Regions from separate parts of the Mus musculus genome. Here regions 2, 3, 4 and 5 are each linked to region 1. The links are chromatin contacts, called in public Hi-C, capture Hi-C and promoter capture Hi-C maps. All regions are on one chromosome and are shown on one strand. The core of a region is the stretch at or near the end of the contact, and the rest is flanking DNA. Distances in the headings are between cores, read along the strand shown.

What was found. Promoter capture Hi-C pulls out the DNA fragments that hold promoters and counts their contacts. A called contact is a pair of places that touch in the nucleus more often than the background predicts. Capture Hi-C pulls out chosen DNA fragments and counts their contacts.
Region 2: a contact with region 1 is called in a promoter capture Hi-C map of pre-B cells, with 4 times the contacts expected there. The contact joins the promoter of St13 here to the promoter of Sh3bp1 in region 1. A contact is called at or near these places in 2 of 39 promoter capture datasets (neutrophils and pre-B cells).
Region 3: a capture Hi-C map of embryonic stem cells shows a contact between it and region 1, with 4 times the contacts expected there. The contact joins the promoter of Bop1 here to the promoter of Sh3bp1 in region 1. A contact is called at or near these places in 2 of 39 promoter capture datasets (hippocampal neurons and liver), 2 of 115 datasets of contacts at active chromatin or transcription factors (large pre-B cells and pro-B cells) and 2 of 9 other capture datasets (adipose tissue and embryonic stem cells).
Region 4: a contact with region 1 is called in a Hi-C map of B cells, with 5 read pairs. The contact joins the promoter of Cyhr1 here to the promoter of Sh3bp1 in region 1. A contact is called at or near these places in 1 of 39 promoter capture datasets (hippocampal neurons), 1 of 484 Hi-C or Micro-C datasets (B cells), 2 of 115 datasets of contacts at active chromatin or transcription factors (embryonic stem cells and fetal liver) and 1 of 9 other capture datasets (adipose tissue).
Region 5: a contact with region 1 is called in a promoter capture Hi-C map of hippocampal neurons, with 6 times the contacts expected there. The contact joins the promoter of Lrrc14 here to the promoter of Sh3bp1 in region 1. A contact is called at or near these places in 1 of 39 promoter capture datasets (hippocampal neurons), 4 of 115 datasets of contacts at active chromatin or transcription factors (embryonic forebrain, embryonic hindbrain, embryonic stem cells and 1 more) and 2 of 9 other capture datasets (adipose tissue and liver).

The regions. Positions count from the first base shown.
Region 1 is chr15:78,898,367-78,901,187 of GRCm38.p6, reverse strand. It overlaps Sh3bp1 (SH3-domain binding protein 1), which reads right to left and starts at 1,420. Exons shown (of 18, transcript NM_001316684.1): 1 at 1,227-1,420; 2 at 1-42. The coding sequence starts at 1,285.
Region 2 is chr15:81,398,341-81,401,161 of GRCm38.p6, reverse strand. It overlaps St13 (suppression of tumorigenicity 13), which reads left to right and starts at 1,468. Exons shown (of 12, transcript NM_133726.2): 1 at 1,468-1,677. The coding sequence starts at 1,568. It overlaps Xpnpep3 (X-prolyl aminopeptidase 3, mitochondrial), which reads right to left and starts at 1,024. Exons shown (of 10, transcript NM_001347075.1): 1 at 875-1,024. The coding sequence starts at 938.
Region 3 is chr15:76,475,785-76,478,605 of GRCm38.p6, reverse strand. Bop1 (block of proliferation 1) reads left to right here and starts at 1,357. Exons shown (of 16, transcript NM_013481.2): 1 at 1,357-1,477. The coding sequence starts at 1,385. Hsf1 (heat shock factor 1) reads right to left here and starts at 1,244. Exons shown (of 13, transcript NM_001331154.1): 1 at 889-1,244. The coding sequence starts at 1,005.
Region 4 is chr15:76,655,537-76,658,357 of GRCm38.p6, reverse strand. It overlaps Cyhr1 (cysteine and histidine rich 1), which reads left to right and starts at 1,464. Exons shown (of 4, transcript NM_001357882.1): 1 at 1,464-1,998. The coding sequence starts at 1,642.
Region 5 is chr15:76,709,192-76,712,012 of GRCm38.p6, reverse strand. It overlaps Lrrc14 (leucine rich repeat containing 14), which reads right to left and starts at 1,372. Exons shown (of 4, transcript NM_001358891.1): 1 at 1,086-1,372. It overlaps Recql4 (RecQ protein-like 4), which reads left to right and starts at 1,454. Exons shown (of 22, transcript NM_058214.3): 1 at 1,454-1,620; 2 at 1,702-1,735; 3 at 1,815-1,912; 4 at 2,105-2,245; 5 at 2,462-2,821. The coding sequence starts at 1,537.

The DNA.
Region 1 (2,821 bases), core at 171-2,670:
TGCAGCAGGTCCTCACCCAAAAACTCGGCAGTCTCCGGGGTGCTGTGGGGGAAGGGGGCTTTGGATGAGTCAGTCTGGGTTAGGGAACCCACTGCCTCCCTCTAACCCCTGCACATGGAACCTGAACCCAAGATGCTTCCAGGACCCACCAAGCCTGGGTGGCCCGTCCACATCGTAGCTGGAGCACATTCCATGGTAGTTAAGAGGATGCATGCCTGCTTCCTCCTCCACCCAGGGCTGTGTCCTGGGAGAGGGTGGACCCATGACACCGAAAAAAGCAGGAGGGAGCTACCCAGGGCCCAACTTCGGGACAGAGGAAAAGTTTCTCATCTCCCCATCCCCCTAAATAGTTTGCCTGGCCCGGAAAGAGGAGGCCTAAGCTGGCCCCCAGAACGGGAAGTGTGGAAGCTGGTCTCCGGGGTGGCCAGGCCCACAGGCATACGACATTGGACTGCAGCTGTGGGCAGGTCTGGGGACTCTGCCCAAGGATACATAGGGACATGGGTTCAGGGCAGAGTGGCTTGGCTTCGTAGGTACATATAAGTGTTTGTGTCACTGCAAGGTCTGGATCAAGTTTCTGGATACACGGTCACCTCTCTGGGCCCAAAGAATGGGGAACTCCCAGGCTGGGGAAGAGGGACAGAAAGAAAGGCTCCGAGAAACTCCCCAAACTTCCGCTCCCATAGTTTTGGGGCTGGGAACCGAGGAGACCAAGGGGTGTCTCTACCTGAGCCTACGAAAAGCAGAAGCAGGACCAAATGGCAGGAGGCCCCTGGGTTGGGGGAGGGGACGGACACCCAGAGCAGAGCAGGCCCCTCCTCCCCAGGCCAGAACACTGCCAGTCCCTTCCCCCAGGGTCTGGGGCCCCCGATCGGCTCCGTTCCTCCCCTTCCCTCCAGTTAGAGGTGGCTAACTGTTCCCATTGTCCGGAGGGGACAAATGAGGTTCCAGGCAGCGTCTTGGCTCAGGACGCATTCTGCTCTCTGCAGCAGCCTCTCCAACCGGGAATGGAGGTGCCTTCCCCCGCTCCCCCTCCACCGCCCGCAAAAGCCAGCTATGCTTGTGCGACCACAGTGACTTCAGACCCCAGGAAACGAGGTCAGGGCTCTGGCATGCCAGAGGGCCGCTGCCTAGATATCTTCGACCTCTGTGACCAGTTCCCCACTCTCCTGCGCTCGCTCAGGTCCTGCGAAACGATAGCACGGCTAGAAGCGGGTGACACTCACCGTCCCGAGCTGCCCGTGTGGGCCAGCTGCCGCATGCGGTGCAACTGCCTCTTCATCATCTTGGGTCCGGGCAGGGGGCCGAGGAGTCACCTTGGGGGTTGAGGCTGGCAGCCCCCGGCCCAGCCTGCTTCCCCGCGCGCTTCGCCCCGGATGGGTGGGCGGCGCTCTGGCTTCCTGGGCCGGCGCGCTCCTCTGGCTGGTGCTGGCGCTGGCGCGGGCGCTCTCCTCCCCCGCTCACGACTCCGCCCCCGGCCCCCAGGTCACTCCTTTCTCCAAGTTTGGAGTCTCTCTCTCTCTCAAGTTTGGAGTCTCTCTCTCTCTCTCTCTCTCTCTCTCTCTCTCTCTCTCTCTCTCTCTCTCTCTCTCTCTCTGCTTCCGGGCCTCAACGACCCCCGGGTTGTCCGACCCGCCTGCCGAGTGTCCGTCGGTCTGTCTCTCTGAGGTCCGCAGTTGAGTGCGGGCTCTTCCTTCCCGCAGCCTGTCCTGTCACCGCGGCGGGTGGCGGGAAGCAGGTAAGCTGCTCCTGCCATCACCGCCCTGGGTATAAACAACCTTTGCTCTCTTAGAGGGAAAGGAAGGCTGCCTAGAAGGGACAGGCCTTCAGGACCTGTGCAGGCCAGTCACTAGGGGATGCTGCCTGGGGACTTCTTCTCCACCATACTATTCCCTGACCATCCCCCTTGCCTGCTGGACCACTGGCTCAGAACTTGGGGTACCTGGGACTACCAGATACTAATGTCCTTGGATCAGTCCCCAAAATTCTGCATTCATTGTGTATAGTAGCTTGGTAGGACAACTGTCCTTGTCCAGTCTATGCCACAGGGTAAACAAGATACCCTGGTCTGCTTGGTCTGCTCGTCAGCCCTTGAGGTCCTGTCACTCTACACTTTAAAGAGTCCCAAGCTTTGACCGCTTCCCCTATTTGTAAAACTCTTTCTCATTTCTTTTAGCAAATGTCCCAGGCGCCTGCCCTTCCTTCTTGTCAGGCCTTGATATGTATGGGTGCTGCTCTGAACCCCCAAACCCGATTTTCTCTTTGAAATGTTCCGCTGAACACCAGCCTGAGCATACAATAGGTGTTCATAGCTACAGAGCAAGAGAGCCGGTGGGCAACTGCAAGCTGACTTCAGTATGCACCCTTCAGGCTTGGGAGGGGGAAGGGTGACTACAGGAAGCCCTGTGCACCACACCAAGCTTTGCTCTCTTAGTTTCAGTTCAGAGCCATACCACTTGAGCACCTACTGTGTGGGGGTAGAGAGTTGGTGTGCTCCTCAAAGACTTCCCTTTGCTCCAGACATCTCTGTGTACCCAGCACAGGTCTGGCACATGGTGTTCACTCAGCCGCTTTCCCCATTTAAGAAGTCCTATCGAGTGTGGGAGGAGCCCAGAGGGGTCCCAGCAGCTGCTGCAGCCAGAACATACTGGCCAGGAACAGCCACAGCCTCTCATCAGTGGAATCCTGGCTCTCTGATGGGGAGTTGAGAAGGCAGAGCAGCTTCCTTGTCTTTCTTTTTCCGATGGGAAGGAAGGCTGCTGCCCAGTGTTTGGAGAAGAGATGGCAAAAGATTCTAAAGAGGGGGCTGGAGAGATGGCGC
Region 2 (2,821 bases), core at 219-2,718, 2.5 Mb before region 1:
AATAGCGAATCCAAGTATCACATGCAAATATCAAGATCAATTTTAATGTCAAATACCCTATTTTCTGGTTCAGATTTTGCACACCTCGTCTGAAGTATAATCCAACATTAGGTCTCCTTACAAAGTAGGTGACTCACTCTCCAGTATAAAATTTTATGTTAGGTTAATTGCTCACCATATTGTACACGGAGGGTTCACATTCTCCGTGCTCTATCACCTTGACTGTTTATGTAAGACTTAGGCACGTCCCTCGCTTAGTTCTTTACAAACTGAATTGCACAAAGCATTTGTTTCTAGACGTGTTTCTTCTCTCTCTTTCTCTCTCTCTCTCTCTCTCTCTCTCTCTTTTCGAGACAGGGTTTCTCTGTATAGTCCTGGCTGTCCTGGAACTCACTCTGTATTTGGATCAGGCTGGCCTCGAACTCAGAAATCCGCCTGCCTCTGCCTCCCAAGTGCTGGGATTAAAGGCGTGCGCCACCACAGCCCGGCTCTATCTTTTGAGCTAGCTCTCCGATGAAACCTATGAAAAGGCGAAAGATTTACCCTGACCTAACACACACACACACGCTACTTGACATTAAACAATTTAGTCAAGTGTGATGATAAAAGCTACCAATTTAGAATTCGAGTAACTTTGAAGACAATCCCTTGGAGTTCCCTCCTCTTCAGTCACTCCAGCTTTCCCAGAATAACAGAACCTAAAGCCCACTCTTTCCCAGAGCAATCGATCAAAAGAAAAATCCGTGGGTGGTGAGGGGGGATCAGGTGCCGATTGGTGAAGAACCACGGATCATCAACTTGTAGCTCTTTGGGCTGCTTTAGGCTTTCTCCAAAGGAAGAACCTGAAGGGGACGCCGGCAGGAAAGACTCTAACCTGAGAGGCCGCGGAGCCTTGCTAGAACGGGAGCCAGCTTGGGGGTTGAGAGCAGAGACGGCATGGCCTGTAACCACTGGTCAGGAAAAGTACAAACTCTGGGGAAAGCCACTAGCACAGCCGCGTCGCCAGGAAACCAGTCAACTGCTCGGCCCCTTCCGGCAGGCGCGGCTCGCGGGCTTTCTTCCCGGGGCGGCGCAGAGCAGTGACGTCACTCGGCTAGGTTTTGGGCGCGCCGGCCCCACGGGCATTTATTTATTTTCCCCCCTCCTCCATGCGGCGTCTCGTTCTGCTTAATGCCCATCTTCACAGAAGAAATATCTTATTCCAAATGTCTCCCTATGTCCCGCTTGAAAGCGCACAGACACAAGGTCCTTCATCCATCCCGGGGAATTAGGTCAGAGGAAAGAATCCGAGTGAGACTGTTCGCCGATCGAAGCAGGCATTGTCACGGGCAGCTACACTTCTAGAAGGTTCTAGGCGGAGCACAGGTCCAGAGGTAGGAGTGGGAATGAGCGAGCGAAGGCCCGGGGTCACGAGGCCGTTGGGGGGGAGGAGCCAGCGGCCGGGGAGGTTCTAGTCTGTTCTGCCTCGCGGCAGCCGCCCCCTTCCACTTGGTCACGTTGAGCCGCTCCCGGGCCTGGCATCGTGCCTCCGCAGCCGCCCACCGCCTTCAGCTTCCAGCCTCCCACCATGGATCCCCGCAAAGTGAGCGAGCTTCGGGCCTTCGTGAAGATGTGTAGGCAGGACCCGAGCGTCCTGCACACCGAGGAAATGCGCTTCCTGAGGGAGTGGGTGGAGAGGTGAGAGCCCTGGGCCCCGTGGACCGTTGGGGACGGAAAGTTGGGGGTTGGGGAGTGGGCCCCGAGCTGGCGTAGGGAGGAGGGGAGCGGTTCTAGGCCCCTTCGTGGCTCTTAGTGGCTTCGAGAGGTTCTCGGAGGGATCTGGAGCGTTGGGCAACTTAGGGGTGGAAAAGCAGAGGTTAGAGTTGGTTCCCCCCCACCCCCCGCAGTTAAGTCTTTATGGGGGTGTGTTTGGGTTGTGAATATTTGAGCAGTGGAAATAATGCGCGAACGAAGACAAAGCTTTTACTAAGGGATTGTTTTTCTTGAACCTGGCGTCTTGTTTAAGTCGCATTGACCCATGTGTCGTTTAAAATATTAATAGTGGTAACTTATTTATTCTATAACTTCAGTTATCTGTACTTGGCCTTACAACGATTTTAATTGCATGGAATTTTGTTGGGAATTATTTATACCCACGTTAGTTGTAGCGCTGTCACTTCAGCTACTTTAGGAATTTTTTTTTTTCCTTCAAAGACCAGTGTGCTTGCAGGACTAACTGGAGAGTATTTCGCCTGCGTACTATGATTGTTGTGCCAGCTGCTGGGAAACAGTATTACTGGGGAATTGGTTTCTCCTTTTTGTTGTTTTAGTCTCGTTGATAAAAGATTTTAAAGACAGAATTAGAAGAAAGCTTAGGCACCATTAGAATTTGAGGGTGAAAAACGCAACAGTACAAACAAACTAAATCTCTACAGCTGCCAAGGGGAGGGAGGATGTTAAGTCATGCTTTCTGAATTAGGGTCAGCAATGGAAGCTCACCAGCACTTGTAGAAATGGGGGAGGGTCGGTCTTCAGAGAAAGTGCATGTTTAGGGTCTTTGGTTAATATAAAAAAAAAAGAGATGGGGAAAAGTAAAGTTTTATATATTTTTCAATTAGAACTTAGAAAAAACAAGCAGGCTGAGCCATGAAGGTCTGAAAGCAACTGTGTGGAGTGAAGGACTCAGGGACTGTATAAGCACTTTACTTCTTTAAAGATAATTATTCCAAGCTTTTTGCATATCTTCTGGTAAATCAGCCTTTCTGAGAGGTTGTTTTCTGGCCAGGTGATTGCAAGTCCAGATAGATTAAGGGAAGGAGCTAATAAATAATGTGTAAGTTTG
Region 3 (2,821 bases), core at 108-2,607, 2.4 Mb after region 1:
TTTCTAGTCTTCTCTTTATTCCCAAAACACCCTTTAGGCAGAGCAGAGTTTAAACAAACAGGCAACTGAGAGCCAGAAGCCTTGGCCTCCATCTGCCACCCAGGCCTTTTCTCCATTCTTGCCAGCTTAAGAAACTTGTGCGAGGGGGCAGTGCTCCGCAGAGACCGAGAGACCCGCCAGATTTGGCTTGCAGAAGGTCAAGGTGGTGGCACCTAGCCGCCTCCATCCCTCCAAAGGTTCCCATTGAATCAGGGTGGCCTGTCTTCAGGCCACCACCATCGGCTAGCTCTGCGCGCTCTGGCCCTCAGAATCCACATGTGAACAGCAGATTCTACTTTCCAACTTAACACAAACACGGAACGACCTCTGCAAGCCAGCCAGAGATGCAGGGCCAGCAGGGTGTGCGGTGTACACAGTCCGCTGCCAGGCAACAGAACAGGGTTCGACACGGCCCTTGGAGGGCCGGGCAAAACTGCTCTGGCGTCTGGAGACTATCGGGGCTGAGCTTAGGCTCCACATCCTCCTATTCTCGCTCTTCTCTCATGCATTCCTTAGGCCTTCCACTTATTCTGAATGATTGCCTAAAAAGCAGAAACGCAGACGGACTCTGGGAACTATTTCTCTGTGAGCAAAGACCCTGTACTGGAAGCCCCGTCCTTATTGTCCGGGTGAAATGTAGGATGATTTGGGGTCTCGGCCTACTCTCCGTGAGTGGCTCTGGGGGCGGGGCGCACTTCCTCCCCAGACAGCGGCGTCCTCCCTCTAGGATGCCAGGATGGCTGAACCCGGGCGAGCCCGACTAACTCGCAGGCCGCTTTCTCCGAAGCAGGTCCCCTCCCGCCACAGGACCCTCCCTCGAAGGCCGCTCCGGCCCATGCCAGCTCCTACCGGGCTCCAGCAGATGAGCGCGTCTGTGTCCGGGTCGCTCACGAGGGTCCACAGCTTGGTTAGGAAGGCCGGGACGTTGCTGGGCCCCGCTGCACCGGGGCCCACGGCCAGATCCATCTCGGACGAAAGCAGGCAGAGGCTGGGGTGGCCTTTTAGAAGAGTGGCTGAAGGCTGAGCTAGTGTCGTCGCTGCCCCTGCCGTCCGGGCCGCTCCGCCGCCCGCTGCGCACACACAGCAAGGCCTCGCATGGCCGCAGCCATCTTGCGACCGGCGCGCTCTCGCTAGGGCCAGACCTGTAGCCTCTGTGCGCAGGCGCCGTGATCTCCCCTGCCTACTTTGCCGGCCCAGCCCTTGCGCCGCACCCTACGCCTGCGCAAGATGGCTTCACCCGGGCTGCTCACCAATCAGAGCCTGGTAGGGCGGAGCCTGGCTGGGGGCACACGAGGCGCTCCCGCTGCCGGAAGCGGCAGTAGATCGGTAGCCGGCGCGGCGCAGCATGGCGGGGGCGTGTGGTAAGCCCCACATGTCACCGGCATCGCTGCCGGGGAAACGACGTTTGGAACCTGATCAGGAGCTGCAGATACAAGAGGTAACTTCCAAGTAGCGGACAGCATCCCTCTGGGAACCATGCAGGCACTTGGCAAGACCAGGGAGGCCGGGCCGTGGCGCAGCGTGTAGTGTCGTGTGGGTCGCCTAGAGCCTGATCGTCCAGTCTGGGCTGTTATTTTGGAACTCTCAGCAGAACATTACTTGCGCCGAGGGGCGCTGGAACCCGGGGGATAGTTCTGTGGCTTGAACCGTGTTAAGGGAGAGACCTTTAAGAGTCCCCTCACCATAGTCTCTGGACCTTCCATCTGTGCTTCCTGTCCTGGGAAAGGTTGTAATTGCGCTCGTGCTGTGCTACCAAGCCAGCATGTCAGGTGTGTTGTGAATCAAAAGAGGACTTGAGATTATGGAAGTCTGATTGGAACCCAGGGCATCCAGAACTGGTTGTCATGGAACCATTGCTAGTCCATGTTGCTAAGCTCAGTAGGCTTGCTACATTCATCAAATGTAGGTGGTAGAAGGCATGCACAGCTGACTCCACTGAATTGGATCCTCAAAGTTCTCAACTTTCCTAATGCTGTGGCCCTTTTAATACGGTTCCTCGTGTTGCGGTGATTTCCCAACTACAAAATCATTTTCGCTGCTACTTCATAACTGTAATTTTGCCGGGTGGTGGTGGCACACGCCTTTAATCCCAGCACTTGGGAGGCAGAGGCAGGTGGATTTCTGAGTTCGAGGCCAGTCTGGTCTACAAAGTGAGTGCCAGGACAGCCAGGGCTACACAGAGAAACCCTGTCTCGAAAAAACCAAAAAGAAAACATAACTGTAATTTTGCTACTGTTATGAATCGTAATTATTTGATATGCAGGATAGTCTATGAAAGGGTTGCTCGCCCCAGAGGGATTGTGACCCACTGGTTGAGAACCACTACGTAAGTTGTCCCTTTGTTTTATGAAACGCCCCTAAGCTTTTCCCTCTGTGTAGTTCTAGGCAGTAAGCCTTTAATAGTCAGTTGTTTATGCCCTAACTGCGTGCAGTACTTTTACTTGTTAGTATGACAAGTAGCGTAGTTTTAGAGATGTCAATAATAAGAGAATGTCAGTGTGACATCTATGGAAACTCAGGTGATCACTGTGATGATTGGCAGCGAAGGCCACTCAGGTAGACAAGAACTAGCCAGCGGCATTGGCACCCATCTTTAATCCCAGCACTCAGAAGACAGAGACAGATGACCTCCGTTAGTTCGAGGTCAGCTTGGTCTACAGTGTGAGTACTAGGTGCAGTCACATGCTTCCTCCAGTGTTCAAGTACTTGTTCAACTTTTGGAGGTCAGTGATAGAAAACTGTTCACAATGCTTGAATGTCTTATTGTGTTCGTTGTAAAGTG
Region 4 (2,821 bases), core at 215-2,714, 2.2 Mb after region 1:
TGTGCCAGGTACTACTATGCCTCCTACCTGCCCACATGTAGAGCCTGTTATAATTTTACTAATGGGCAGAGCTTGGGTGCTATCCCTTCTCTAGTCATGCATGTGTGGAAGTTTACCTAAACCAGAATGCTAACAACAGGTCTTCAGGACACTTGGGGCCTGGGAGGAACATGGTTGTGAGTCAGAGACCTGATTTCCAATAAACGTAAGGAATATACAGGAGTATGGAATTTGTTTATTCTTGAGCTAGCTTCCTAAGGCCTGTAAGGTGATTTCCCTGAGTAAAGGAGTGGGGGATGGGCTGTAAGTAGCAGAAGGTATTATTCACTTTGGCATCCTGGTAGACTTGCCAAGAGAACCCCCAGAGTGCCAGGCATGGTGGTGCAGGTCTTTAATTCCAGTTGGGAGGCAGAGACAAGCAGATCTCTGTGAGTTGTGGGTGGCCAGGCTGGCCTACATAGTGAGTTCCAGAATGGCCAGTGCAACATATAGTGAGACCCTGTATCAAAAAAAGAAAGAAAGAAAAGAAAAAGAAGAAAGAAAAACATTTTTAAAAAAGAAAAGAGAAAAAAAAAAACCAACTTCCCGTGAGAAGAGAGTTTTGGGCCTTGGTTTCCTGGGACACAGTAAATTTGCATATATCCTTGGTGGACCTGGCAGGTGGCCCTCTGGGGCAATGACCTTCACAAACTGATGGCTGTTTTCATAAAGGGCAGAAGAGTGCTATACCCTCAGCGATTCCCAGAAATTGCACATCTCTCTGGACTGACTTGATTACTACCTGTTTGACACCCTCTTGTCTGTGCAAGACATACCTTATAACTTAAAACCCCCTCTTTCTTCTATTCCAACTCTTTCTTTCTTCTACTCCAACTCTTTCTTTCTCCAACTCTGAGGTTGGGACGAAAGAGGTGGGTTAGGGAGTGAACCCAATAATCCTTCGCTGTTCCTGTACTTGCATCTTGTTGACCTTTATACCGTCGCGCAAGAGTGGTGGTAGGTGCGTTTTTCAAGATCCTGCTCTAATACTCCGGTCAGCTAGGCCAGAGCCTTGCACACACAAGCCCGAATTTCTGTACACATTGGCACAGGCATCCCCCCCCACCCCCCGCGCGCGAGCGCGACATGGGAGGCTTAGGGGCGCTTTGCACTCTCGAGGAGTCTGAAGTCTGGGGGCCTCTCCAGACCCCGAAGCTGATGGTACCTCTCCAAGGGCGGACTCCCCAAATCCCCCCACCCCCCGCCCTTCTCCGGATCCCCTCCTGGACCCCACCCCCTTCTGTTCACCTTCGAGGGTGGGTGGGCTCTCTGGCGTCCTCGCTCGTCCATTGGAGGTGGCCGCCGCGTCGTCTTGGCCCTCGCGGCGCTTCCATTGGCTTGCGCGAGGCCCACGTGATCAGGAGGGCGAGGGGGCGGTGGCGTGGGGGGGGGGTCCGCAGCGAAAACAAAGATGGCGGCCGCGCCGGGGTTGGTGGCCGGGGCGGCTGCGGGCCGACGGGCGGGCCAGGCCCACTGAGGCAGCTGCACGGTGGGCAGGCTGCGGGGTCGCCGCGGCAGTGAGAAGCCGGCAAGGGCGCGCGGCGACCCTAACTTCCAGCCGGCGAGCGCGCCGGCACCCGCCCGCCGGGCCGGCCGGCCGTGATGTCCGGCGCCGAGGAGGCCGGCGGGGGTGGCCCGGCTGCAGGGCCCGCGGGTGCCGTGCCGGCCGGGGTCGGGGTAGGGGCCGGGCCTGGGGCTGCCGCGGGGCCGGCTGCGGCGGCTCTGGGCGAGGCGGCGGGGCCCGGGATCCCGGACGAGGCGGCCCTGGCCGGCGCTCGGCAGCTGCAAGAGGCGGCCGGCGACCCCGACGCGCCGCCCAAGAAGCGGCTGCGGGCGGCCGAGGCAGCCGAGGCGGCGGCGGCGGCAGTGGCAGCGGGCAGTGGAAAGCTGGAGGAGCGTCTCTACTCGGTGCTGTGCTGCACCGTGTGCCTGGACCTGCCCAAGGCTTCCGTGTACCAGGTAGGGCCGCCGGCCCGGCCCGGCGCCGCGTTGCCTGGAGGCCTGTGGCCGGTGGCCGGGAATCCTTCCTATCCAAACATCCACCTTCCAGGTCTACGAAACCCCGCTCCTGTCTCTCGAGGCTCCTTATCCTTTCTTGCTCTGAATCTCATTTTCTGTGTTCGATGGTACCCTTTACTCCCCAGTCTGAATTTCCATTCTCCTCCGTAGATCTCTTCACCTTCTGGTTCCTCCAGGGTGCCTCCTTGATAGATTCCACATTCTTTTCAGCTGACCATGTAGAGATCTGTGAACAGGTACCCACCCTTTTCTACTGCTCATCAATACTGTCCCTCACTTCTAGACCCCTGGGTGAAGAAACTTCTTTCCTGGAGACAGGGCTCCAATTCTGGCAGCCACACCCCCAAAAGTGTCCTTCCATATCTGAACAACTAAGTAAATCTTCTTTTGTGCCCTGGGGAGTCAGTCCTGTGTCCTTCTGAAGACCTGGAAGAAAGGAGGGCCTCTCATCCCTTCTCAGTTCTGATCTGGAGGAAGCAATCCGCAACAAACTTTACTGTCAGGGTACTTTCTCCTGCCCCAGCCTAGCCAGTATTTCTATTCGGGGCCACCTCACCCATACCAAGCTGGCTTCCAAGGTTGCCAGTATCCAGGAACTTTGTCCTGCCTTCCCACTTGAAGACCCAGCATGCCAGTCAGTCTCAGAGTCCTGGTCTGTGTGGGTCTAACATGTCCTCTTCCAGGTAAAAGAGAGCAGACCTCTGGTTCAGTGGGAAATGTCTGTCCACCTTCCCCTGGTCTTTCTGCCTCAGTTCCCAGCCTC
Region 5 (2,821 bases), core at 123-2,622, 2.2 Mb after region 1:
GGGTGGAGAAATGGTTCAGCAGTTATGAGCATTTACCGATCTTGCAAAAGACCCCAGCCTGGTTTCCAGAACCAACATGGTATGTCACAGCCACATGGAACTGATGCAGGTGCCCCCTTTTGACCTGAAGCTTTCACATGCACATGGTGTATTTTCCTACGACTAGGGAAAGTAAATATTTTCTAAAGTGAAGTAAATCCCAGACCTCTCTTCCCACCAGACTGACAACAGAGGATTCCTCCAGAGCCAGTAGCCTAACATCCTGACCCTCCACGTAGATGTGCCTTTGGAGTTAAAGAAGTCTAACACAGCTTAGTGAGTGCCAGGCTCTGGGGTTTTTTTTTTGTTTTTGTTTTTTAAAGGATCCTGTGAACAGATGGTGTGCAGCATCTGAGACCAAGGCCCTGAGTTTGAACTCCAGAGATAGCGGATTTCTAGGGTATAACTAGGCAGAGAAATCCCTGAGGAAGAGCAACTCTCACCCTCTGTGGTCCTTGTCTCCTATTCGGGTACCTCCTCTTCACTGAGAAACCATGTCTTAAATTCACGAGATTCATAACGATCCAAGCCAAAACTGCTAAAGCGTTCCAGCTGAGAAGCCACATACAAAAGATCCTGAGCCTGAATGATTCTTGCTATCCTGGGTCAGTAGACTTCCTGTGGGCAAAACACCTTACCCTCAGAACTATGCTACAGTCCTCAGCCCACAACAGAATGGAAAACCAGGGCCTAGGCCTTACGCAAAGCCGCAGCAAGGGACAAGACTGGGGACCAGAAAGACTGATGAAGCCCAGGGTTTGCTTGCTTCTAACATCTCCTACGAGTCCTTAAGGCACGCGTCCCTGGGGAACCCCGCGTGACTGTCCTTGATCTGGCTCTAGCTTAAGATAATAGGACTGCCTAACTGACAGGACAAGCCAACCAAACACCTGTCATAAGAGGAACCGGTGGCAGCCCGCCTGGCCTCCAAGCAAGGATTGCTTCTGGGTGATGCTACTGCACACAGGACACAGCGGTCTCTGCGGCATACAGACGCGCACGCTCGGATCCTTGGAGAAAACAAAAAGCCCGGAACATCAACTGACCCGGGCGAGCCTGGAGCCACAGGCCGAGACCGGCCTCGCCCGCCCCTAGGTCTCCCTTCGCTTGCGGCCCATCCCCGCGCGCCGGCGGCACCTCCCGAGAATCCGCCTCAGCCGTGGTCTTCAAGCGCCAGTCCCCGTCGAACCTGCCGTCCAAGTGCCCTGACCACTAACGGCTGCTTGACTCTCAGCTCGACTCGAATCCCAGCCCCGCGGCCCCCGCTCATCCGCCTCCCCGACTACCAAGGCCTGCAACCCTTCCTCGCCCAGCAAGCCTCGCCCAGCTCCGCGCAGCGCCGGGGCGCGCTGTGATGACGCAACAACTCATAGGCCCGCCCCCTCCCCGGGGGGCTCAGAGCATCTGCAGCACCGCCCGGCGGCCGCTCTCATTGGCTAAGGACAGGACTTTACGGTGGCGGCGGGAGATTTCCCCTAAACTCACGTTCGGGCTGCCATGGAGCGGCTCGCGACCGTTCGCGCGCGGCTACAGGAGTGGGAACGCGCTTTTGCACGGCTGCACGGGCGACGGCCAGCGAAGGTGAGGTGGAGTTAGGGTCCGGACAGGGGCGGCAAGTGGGGGATCCTGGCGCAGCCTGTTGCTGACAAGCTTCTCTCCTAGGGGGATGTGGAGGCGGCACCTGAAGAGACCCGCGGTGAGCACTGGGCTGGTGGACCAGGGACAGGGCGAATGTTAGTGGGTATGCCCCTGACCGCCGACTTCTGCCTTCCCAGCGCTCTACCGTGAGTACCGTAACCTAAAGCAGGCGGTGCGTCAGGCTGACGACAGACATCGTGTCCTAGAGCAATCACTTGCCGAGGCAGCTGAGGAGGTATCAGTGAATCCCACTCTCAGCGGTCTGTGGTCCAAATGGCAGGAACCGAGAGCATTTTGCAGCCGTGCCTCCATGGAGCACAGAAGTTGGGTGGCCAGGTCCTCCCATGGGGGTTAGGGGAAGCTTTAGAGGCACTTCTGTGCCCATGCCATCTTTTAAACTGGTCTAGGTTGCTACTATCTACTGCAGGCACAGGAGCCAAGCTGCTGGGGTCCCCACCTGAGTCGAGCTGCAACGCAGAATACGCAGTCTATGCCAAAACAGAGCCTACTGAGTTCTGTACAAGACTATGGGAAGAGGCTCAAAGCCAATCTGAAAAACACAACACAGGTAAGACGTGGAGGTGAACCCAGAACTGCCTTTGGCCCTTGGGTGGTTTGCCAGGGTCCTTCTATGTCCACCCTTCCTTATAGCACGCACGTACGCTCCTGTAATAACTGGGACTAGGTTCCTAACGGTGCTCAGGCATCTCCACTCTTATTGTCTGTCCCAAACTTCTGCAGTAACCCAGGTCCTGAATTCCGATTTGCTGTTCTGTCTTTCTAGACTGGACCAACCCAGAGCAGAAAACTCCAGCTTCAGAAGAGATCCTTGTCCACAGTTCCTGCCCCAAGGCCACCAGGCTCAAAGACTGAATCCCCCTGTCCAGACGAAGCTGACGATGCACTTCCTCGGGTTCCTGAGCCCCGGCCGAGGCTGGGCCAGCTCCAGCAGCTCCGATCATCCCTCAGCCGGAGGTTGACTTCCCTAGACCCTGGTTGGTTAGAGAGGTGTCACAACAGAGTTTCAGATCTTCTAGAGGTTCCGGGTGCTTGTGGGCTTGACCTGAGTGCAGAGGAGTCACAGCCTCAGATGTCAGGCAAGGTGAACATCGCTGATCCTGACATCCAGTCAGAAGTATCTGTA